Regions from separate parts of the Mus musculus genome. Here region 1 is linked to region 2. The links are chromatin contacts, called in public promoter capture Hi-C maps. All regions are on one chromosome and are shown on one strand. The core of a region is the stretch at or near the end of the contact, and the rest is flanking DNA. Distances in the headings are between cores, read along the strand shown.

Region 1 (4,333 bases), core at 319-2,818, 54 kb before region 2:
CTCACCACTAGGAAGGGAAGCAGCAAGCATATCACTTGCCACTTCAAAAATAATTTACTATCTGAAAACCTTTTCCAAACAAAGGAAAGAAAGACAATGAGCAGGCCCCTCTGTCTACAGTGATCAGAAGGACACAGTAACCAGGAGCAACAGAAGCTGTGGGTCATACATTCCTGCTGCAGGCTCCTCACTGAAACACTGGAGTCACACAGTCCTGGGCGCCATGCCTCAGTTCCCTTGTGAACTAAAGGAACGAAGCCATGCCCACATTGATTTTTTTTTCTTCTTTTTATTACAAGGACAGTTTGTAAGCAACAAAGAAAATATGTTAACTGGTTGAGTTACTAGGTTGTGTGCTGCATCTGGGGAGATGGCTCAGTGGGTAATGTCCCTGTGTCCCAAGCGTGAAGACTTGAGTTTGGATGTCCCAACACCCATGTAAAGAACTGGGCATGGTGTCATGTGCCTGTGACCCTGGAACTGGGGATATAGAGACAGGAGGACTCTTAGATGTACTGGCTGGTCAGCCTTGCCGGTCAGTAAATGCCAGATTCGGCGAGACCCTGCTTCAAAAGGTTAGGAGAAAAAGATGGAGGAAGATACTTGGTGTTGACTTTAACCTACATACACACACACACACACACACATGCGCGTGTGTACACACACACAAACACATGTGCTCACAAATGCATGCATGGGCTCTGTGTGCTGAAGGATGAGGATTATTCTAGAACCAGCAGATATTTAATAAAAACTCCATCACCTCATCATTAAAATTCCATTATATTTTTGTACCAACCAGAAAGTGTCTGGGGATATCTAGTTTGCAATGACCCCACATACACAGAAAGGTGCAGATCTATACCAACAGATTTGCCTGTCTTCTCACCGGAAGGTGAGCCATGTCCTAAAGAACCTGCCATAGAGCATGCCCAGTGTTAGTTCCCCTTGCACTAACTTTGCAAGACCTACTTTGGTTTTGGTACCTTAGCTGGTTCTACGACAAGGCTTGATACAGCACAGAACCATCCTCGGGGGACTCAACCTTAGCATCCATCCATTCTCAGCAGATCACACCCCACATGTGTCTTCAGAATGGGCTGAACTCTTTTATGTGAAATTTCAGGTTCTGCAAAGCTCTGCCAGTTCATCCAGAGCCCAGAACCACAAACTCAAACAGCCAGACTCTCCACAATCTGAAATCTACTTTCTCAGAGCCACAAAAGCACCCTAACAAGCTTCAACAGATTTTTACGCTCTGCGCCAACTGGCAATGGGCATCAGAAGCTAAAGTGACGGTTCTCGTTAACGTGAGGAGTCAACTTGTATACCAGCTACCTCGAATGGATGCCAAGGCTGGAGGAAGAAAAAGGGAAACGCAGAAGCTATATAAGCCTCGGGCATGCCCCTAGTTGCTATGAGCTGCTCTGCCCAGTTAGGAGTATGCTATGTTCTCTCACTGCACCCTTTCCTACCATATGTTAGCTGCACTACCCCTGACAGACTTCCTAGGCACTCAAAGCTGCCTGCAAAATTGCTCGGAGTAACAGCATGTTTCTGCTTGCCGAAGAGATCCCTAGACACTGCCCTCATGAGACCAGCGGCAAACAGCCAGGCCCTGGCCAACCCAGATGACAGACAGGCTGCAGCAACTGTGGCTGCTAAAAGTAGCCAGTGAGGACCTCACAACCTGCACCTCTCAGGGCAGGGGACTGGGGGCCCTTAGAAATAGTTGTAACATAGCAAGGCTATATTTTATAGTTAAGACATCAAGCAAGCTTTGTTCTCTAATGGCGCCTATGTTAGGGCAAGACTTGCAGGGTCCACGTAAGCTGAAATATTCACCATCCACACATCCTCCAGAAGACATTAGCATCATAGTTTCTGGAAGCTGCAGCGCATGAGGAAGGTTGGAATGCAGGTGTGGGTGCTGGTTAAAGGATATACTTTCATAGATGGGTTGAAATACCTGAAAATCTCTAAGGTTCGGCAAAGTGACTGTGGAAATACTTCATTCTTGAACGTATAGTGCAGATATCATACACTAACTATTGCCACAAAAATAACAACAACCAAATGGCACCACCCACACAAAACTTCCTAACAAGGCACAATCGTACAATGATATCAGTTAATTTTTTAAATGACATACAAACAAAGCACAGTCAACGTTAAGAGGAACAAAAGGACAGCACATTTCCTGTCTCAAAGAAATAAAAAAAAAATTAAAGTTAATTCAATCCATGATTATTTATTTTCCATGTGGGATTGAATGAGTATTTGTTTACCCTAAAGACACTTTCTCTGCCCACTCTGGTGTGTGTACACCATGGGACAGGAGTGGAGAACATAGGACAACTGGTCCTTGCTTCCTCCTTGCTGGTCAGCACTGCACAGGCCATGCAAGTCAGCCCTTGAGCTTCTAGAAATTCTCCTGCCTCCCATCTCATCTCACAGGAGCAATAGGGTGCAGTCAAGCTACCATGTCTCTGTCTAAACAGAGATCTGAATGTTTGTAGGACACATGCTCTTAGCCTCTGAGCCCTGAGTCTGAATCATTTGTTTGCTTATTATAGGCATGGTCTCTACATTGCTCTGGCTAGCCTGATCTCTCTGCATAGACCAGGCTGGCCTAGAACTGATGGAGATCCATTTGCCTCTGTCTCCCAAGTGCTAGGATCAAAGATGTGTGTGCCACCGCACCCACCCCTGAGGCTGTTTGTATGCTAGGTTTTTACGGCTACAAGCTTCCGCGTGATCAGCATGATCGAGCATTGTGTCTAGCTTATCAGTGATGCCCTTCTTTAAACCCTCAAGATTCTTGGCTTGGATGTTGTATTTTGCAATAAGCACCACAAAGAATTTTAAGGTTCATAAGACAGTAGTAACTGGAACAGGACCCATTTTAACAAAACGATGGGGAGGAGCAACATGTGAAATGCAACATAAATAAAAGTAAGATAATTTTGGGTACCCTATCTGGTAAGGCGGACACCGACAAAACTTCCTGACATGTCCAGCCTTTTGTTGGGACATGTGAATATCAACAAGTGTCAGTCTAGCAATAAAAATAGAACACAAAGTATCTCATTATGCTCTAAGTAAGTTTTATAATTTTGTTATCGGGCTACATTCATAGCTATCCTTGGCCACATGTATGTGTGGCATGCAATTTGGACAGGTATACAGCACTGATCATCAGCTCAGGGTACCTTGGTCCCCTAAAGTCAGAGGAGCATCAGTGGGCCTGAGGATGGAGCACGTGCAGACTCTCAGGAGTCTTGGGTTAGAGAGTCAGCTCTACAATGGCCTCTTTACTTCCATCTTCGACAGCATCTATCATTCAACCTGGAGCACAGTGCTGACCAAGAGATGCCACAAGCTGGAATAAGAGGAGGAATCCGGACCTTCCCAGACACCTGGTTTCTACACTGAATGCTGAAAATTAACACTGACAACACAGCAGCCAACCTTTCCATCTTACAGATAAGAAAACAGAAGCTGGGAACGTAGCTCAGTGATATAGGCTTGTTTGCCTAGAGTGAGTGAGGTCCTGGGTTCAAAAGCTAGCACCACCTCAAAATAAAAAGAATGGACAAAAGAGAAAATCTGACTGGAAAAGCTACACGTAAGGAATGAACACACACTATGGACCTACAGACTGTTAGTGCCATGAAACGGTCAGCCAACAAGGCTGATGTGGCCAGCCATCCTCAGAAGAACAACCAAGGGGATTCTGTAAATGGACAAACTCCCTATGTACAGCTTAAGGCTTATCAAATGCGAATGAGTGACATTTTCTAACCTGCAAATTTCTCTACGTAAAAACCCCTTCATCTATCCTGTCTACATTCTCATTCTTTATACGTGAAAACTAGAGTACCAAAAATAATAGTCTCCCATACAACTTCTAAGAGACTCTTTGCCCTGATCTAGAATAAACAGGGAGTGCATGAATGGGGGAGGGGGGGGAGGTGGTGGCAGTGAATACTACAGGATCTATTCCAGGCTGGCCTGAACTTCTGCCCCCAACTTCCAGTGCTGGATTACAGTATATGCCGCCACACCCAAGTAATGTGGCACTGGGACTCAAATCAAGGATTTACTGAGTGTGTGGGCAAGCACTGAACCAAGTAAGCCACAGCTCTAGTCTTGCATTTTTAGAATTTCTTTTCCAAACATGCAGACTGAATTTTAGCACACCTATAGCCATGTTTACACACTGTCAGAGTATGCGCTCAAACCCTGGACAACTCATTCTGGGAGCAGGAACTGCCAGAAAAGAGCTTCCAAGGCACAGGCCAGGACCTGAGGTCCATGGAGGGAGAAAGGA
Region 2 (4,518 bases), core at 1,102-3,601:
CTTCTCACAGCTAGAAGTCACTCAGACCTCCTACTCTTTCTGGGACCCTTTCATCACCCCTCCCCCTTGACTTTGGACAGCCACTGCTGATAGTGAAGAATAGTCCACACCTATCAGCAAGGGCCCTCAACTCTATCCTTCCAACATCCCAGGGACAACATTTCCCCACAGAAACACCACGGCTGTCCCCACCTGAGGGATCACAAGAATCTTGTCTCAGACTCTCACAACCTATTAAGAACAAAGAATCCTACATATCCCTTAGATGCCCAACACCCACAACACAATAAATACTTAATATGACTTGAAATAGTAAATGTTTCATTCCTATGGAAAAATTAATAATTCAGCCAGTCAAACAGTTACCTGTGTATTTCCCAACAGGCAACTTGACCATTGCCCAGGGTGTGCAAGATGAAAGAAACATGGCTAGCTTTACAAACAAAATCGGCAAAGCAAGAGGTCAACATGGTCATGCTCTCTGCTCTGGAAGTAGGCACACTTCTATATTCTACATATGTTACTGCCATTTTTCTTTTCTTTCACAACTAATGATGTTTGTCTGCAGAGTACAAAGACAACCTGGTTTTCCCTTACAATAGTAAATCACCAACTGTCAGTCAGAAATGATGCTTAAAACACTTAAGTGTGAAGTTACAGAGGATTTCCCCTCTTGTCAGCTTTACAAGATAAACAGGTGCCCAATTTCCACTAATGTTGTTTGATTTTTCAATGAGTTCGACCAACTGGAAGAACACTTACAGCTGTTGAACTCAGCATCTCCTATCCCTGTACCAGATTGCCAACCATCCCCCAAAGTCTCCTTAAAGGGGCAATCTTGTGTTATATTTTCCAACACAGACTAAAAACAAAACAAAACAAAACAACGGTGTAACCATTTTGCCCTTTCTTAATTTCAGCGAAAAATGGAGGGTGACCCACGAGCATTCAGCGACATATGCAGACAAAGCCACCTTCTCCTCTCGCTTGTTCTGAAGTCACAGAAGGCAGGCCACTGAACAGACAACAGACGGGGAAATACCAAAGGGAACACATTCCACTCTCATACAAAGGAAATATCCTCAGGTGCTAGAACGAAACTTCAGCGTGGGCTGTTGTCAAACACAGAGGGTAAAACAACCTACAAAACGCCCTTCCACTTCTGACCTATTATGGAGGAATGCGGTTTAATGGAGACAATGTTCTCCATGAGGAAAACAGAGAAATAGAGGCTACTTCGACCCCAGGCCCAGTGAAGCCCGGGCTCCTCACTGGAGCACATCCAGCTAGGTAGGGGTAGAGAGCCAGAGGGAGTTCTGACTCCAGGAGCGAGTCTAGGCTTAGGTGTTTTAAGGAGCCGAGCACCGGAGCCACTCCATCGCCCCCACCTTAGCCCATGAGCCTGGCCGACCCAAACACGGCTGCACGCGCGACTCGGAGATCCCGCAAGAACACAGAAGGTCCACGGCCCGGCTGCGGCTCCCGCGTGTACCAGATCGCTCAACTCTTCCCACACTCCCCAAAGTTCCGTGGGCAACCCTCCGGGACAGGCCTGCTCCGGGAGAGGCCTGGAGCTGGATTGCCAGGGCCCGCGGACGGTCGGGCAAAGGCGCCCCGCCAGGCAACGCCGCGCCTCCCGCGTGCCGCACTCTGCCTCGCCCCGTGCGGGCTCTGGGCACCCGGCCGTCCACTCCTAAGCCCGGAGGACCCAGACAGTGTCCAGGGACCGTGAGGGTGGCGATCGCGGCCCAGCCGGAGCGCGCCGAGAACTTTACGGCCGCGGGTCCGGGCCGGGGGCGCCGGCGAGGCCGTCGGCTGCGGCACTTTCCCTTTCCCCGCCTCCCGGTCTCCCTCCTCCGTCTCCAGGAAGCGCCATATTGATCCCCGCGCCTTTCCCCCGTCCGCTCCCCGCCGCGCGCCCCAGGCCACTCACCTTGGCCACGGCCTTCCGGTAGCGGGTCACCGCCTGCTGGATGAGGCTGAAAACTTTCATGCGGCCATCTCCGCACGGCACGACCACCCGGGTCCTCCCGAAGCACACGGTCACTTTCATGCCGCCGTCCCTCGCTGTCCGTGGCCGGAGCGGCGCTGGGCCGGGAGACTGTACGCAGGGCGCGGTGGGGCCGCTGCGCCGGCGCGCCGGCGGCTAGAGGCGCGAGCAGGCGGCCGCACAGAGCTGCCCGGCTACCATGTCCAGCCCGGCCGCCTTCGCCTGGCCTTGCCTGTCCCCGCCCGGGCGCCTGCAGCCTCCGGCCACCTGTTCGGCGTCTCGGCGTCTTGGCGCGCTCGGCGGCGGCCCGGGGCCGTGTGGCGCTCGCGCTCAGTCGGGACTCCGAGGAGGGGACGGCGAGGCAGGGAGGAGGAGCAGCGACGGGCTGGGCGCACAGCACCGCGCGCAGGCGGCAGGAGGAGGCGCAGGGCGGGGCGCCCCGAGGCCTCCGCCGCTGCCCGGCCGCTCGGTTCACCGCACGGCGAAGCGCGTCGCAGCCCGCGGCGCTGTGCTCGGGCCAGCGCGGGGCAGGGCGCGTCCTCCTCCAGCCCACTTGCCGTAGGCTGCAGTGGGAGGCCCACTCCGGGACGCCCCACCCACGCCCCCAGAGGGCTCCAGCGAGGTCCTCTTCCTTTCTTTGTGACTTTTAATCCCCTTCCTGGGAGAAAGCAGTTTAAGCTCGGAGACGCCTTTAGAGCCCGAGAGCCACCGAGTCGCGCTGGCGAAGATAGGAAGCTCCAGGTCAGGCAAAGCAGGGTTTCTATCCTAAGTGCCTGGCTCCGGTGCAAGGCCGGGCGGCGCTGTTCTGTAGCAGAGATTAATTGGCTGCTCCCGAGAGAGGTTGAAGACGCGTGGACGCCCTGGTACTTCCTCTTGAGGCCACTATTTACCTTAAAGTTTCTTGGTGACCCACTTGTTTAAATAAGCAGGACTTAACACCGCAGTTCAAATACATCTGTTTCTTGAAAATTCCTCAATCTAAGCAACCTAAAACCCTCTGAAAAAAAACACAGTACGAACGCTCGGAGGGAAGGCTGTTCTAGATAGGCTATTCCCTCGCTGCTAAGGCTGCCTCAAAACTCAGGCACTGACACACCCCCAACTCCACAGGGAGTGGGTGATAAGCAAACTCTAAGGTGTTTAATAACAAAGTGGACCAAGTCTAGAGAAGTGACTGAAGCTGCTTTCTGACTTACTTAGAAAATGTGATCCTTAAATAAATGTTGTCTTCAAAGAATGGCAAACTTCAAGAGAGTCGCTGTTGACCTGAGTTTGTCCCACACAATACAGTAAGTTCAGTTTGACAGTTAATTTGCATGATATTTTAAGCCTATTAAAACTCCTGTGGTCCCCAGAATTTGAGCATCTACAGCTGGTGCTGAGGGCTCTCCATCCATCCCTCCTTTCTTTTAAAAATAATAAGCAAAACAAAGAAATCCCTTGGCTTTTTAGACTCCTGCACAGTCTCCTTGGCCATGCGGCTCTAGGTCAGAGGAAACATCACATTTTCTCCCTTCTGACTGCTCTCAGTCCATCCGATGATCACTGGTCCCAGCAAATGTATCGTCCTTTCAGGGGTCCGTCAAGAATTCACCCTCCCAAAGTCCACAAGAGAACTCTTGCGTGCACATAGCCATGGGAAAGACTCTTATTATCTCTACATGGCTATATCTATCATTCAACTTGTCTACCAGTGCCTGTGCTGGTCGCACTATGTCGGTGAGTCCTGCTGAGGTTTTCTTGTTTGGGATCTTAGCAATACTTGTGTCCATGGGCCACCAAGATGGCTCAGCCTGCCAGGTGCCGACCACCAAGACTACCTGAATTCTAACCCCAGATCCTACATGGTGAGAAAAGAGAACAGCCCCCAACAATTTTCCACTGACCTTCACACACACACATACACACAGAGAGAAAGAGAGAGAGAGAGAGCCATTAAATAAAATATAAATAAAAACAACACTTGCACCCACAATAATTATGGGTAATTAAAGGTAGTGTTTCTGTTTTTGACACATGGGAGGAGTATAAAGTTGCTAGTGGACTTTGTCCAAAAAAACAAAAAGGCACTGATTTAGGTTAAGTTCTAGGTTTGAACAATAGTACTTTCAACTATGATGTTAACTCTCTCCCCAGCCTTGTCTTTGCCAGCTGAGGAAAGAAATTGGTGAGATGCATCTCATAAATTGTAAGGATCAAACAAAATTGTATATGAAAAATCTTAATGCTATATTATATATGCTATGTTATATGACATGTATGACATATTATATATATATGTATATATATATGTGTGTGTATATATAATATGTGTATATATATATATACACTAGTATGTGAGAGCCTGTAACATAGCAGAGTCTAGTGGCCATGGTATATAGTATGCTAACAAAGCCTGGGCAGGACATCAAATGATTGGAGAGCAGTAAGCAAAGATATCTCAAAGAAGCTGAAGATATAACTAGACAAGGACTGGAATATACTAAGTAGAATGCTTGTCTAATATGTTCAAACCCCTGAGTTTGATC

What was found. Promoter capture Hi-C pulls out the DNA fragments that hold promoters and counts their contacts.
Region 1: a contact with region 2 is called in a promoter capture Hi-C map of hippocampal neurons, with 2.2 times the contacts expected there. The contact joins the enhancer-like site here to the promoter of Pard3 in region 2. A contact is called at or near these places in 4 of 39 promoter capture datasets (the 3T3-L1 cell line, hippocampal neurons and liver), 1 of 15 datasets of contacts at CTCF or cohesin (the NIH/3T3 cell line), 38 of 484 Hi-C or Micro-C datasets (the AML12 cell line, the MC3T3-E1 cell line, the N1E-115 cell line and 21 more), 23 of 115 datasets of contacts at active chromatin or transcription factors (craniofacial prominence, differentiating embryonic stem cells, embryonic fibroblasts and 13 more) and 2 of 9 other capture datasets (adipose tissue and pancreatic islet).

Annotation. Positions count from the first base shown.
Region 1 is chr8:127,115,741-127,120,073 of GRCm38.p6, reverse strand. All of the region lies in intron 1 of Pard3 (par-3 family cell polarity regulator), which reads right to left. Among named protein-coding and RNA genes, the nearest start is that of Pard3, 54 kb to the right of the region's middle. Within about 2 kb of position 1,568, at least 23 of the 459 cell types and tissues checked have an H3K27ac peak or open chromatin away from gene starts, as enhancers often do. A contact at or near this core is called in cerebellum, hippocampal neurons and muscle stem cells, where this site is marked.
Region 2 is chr8:127,061,889-127,066,406 of GRCm38.p6, reverse strand. It overlaps Pard3 (par-3 family cell polarity regulator), which reads right to left and starts at 2,351. Exons shown (of 25, transcript NM_001309391.1): 1 at 1,934-2,351. The coding sequence starts at 2,053.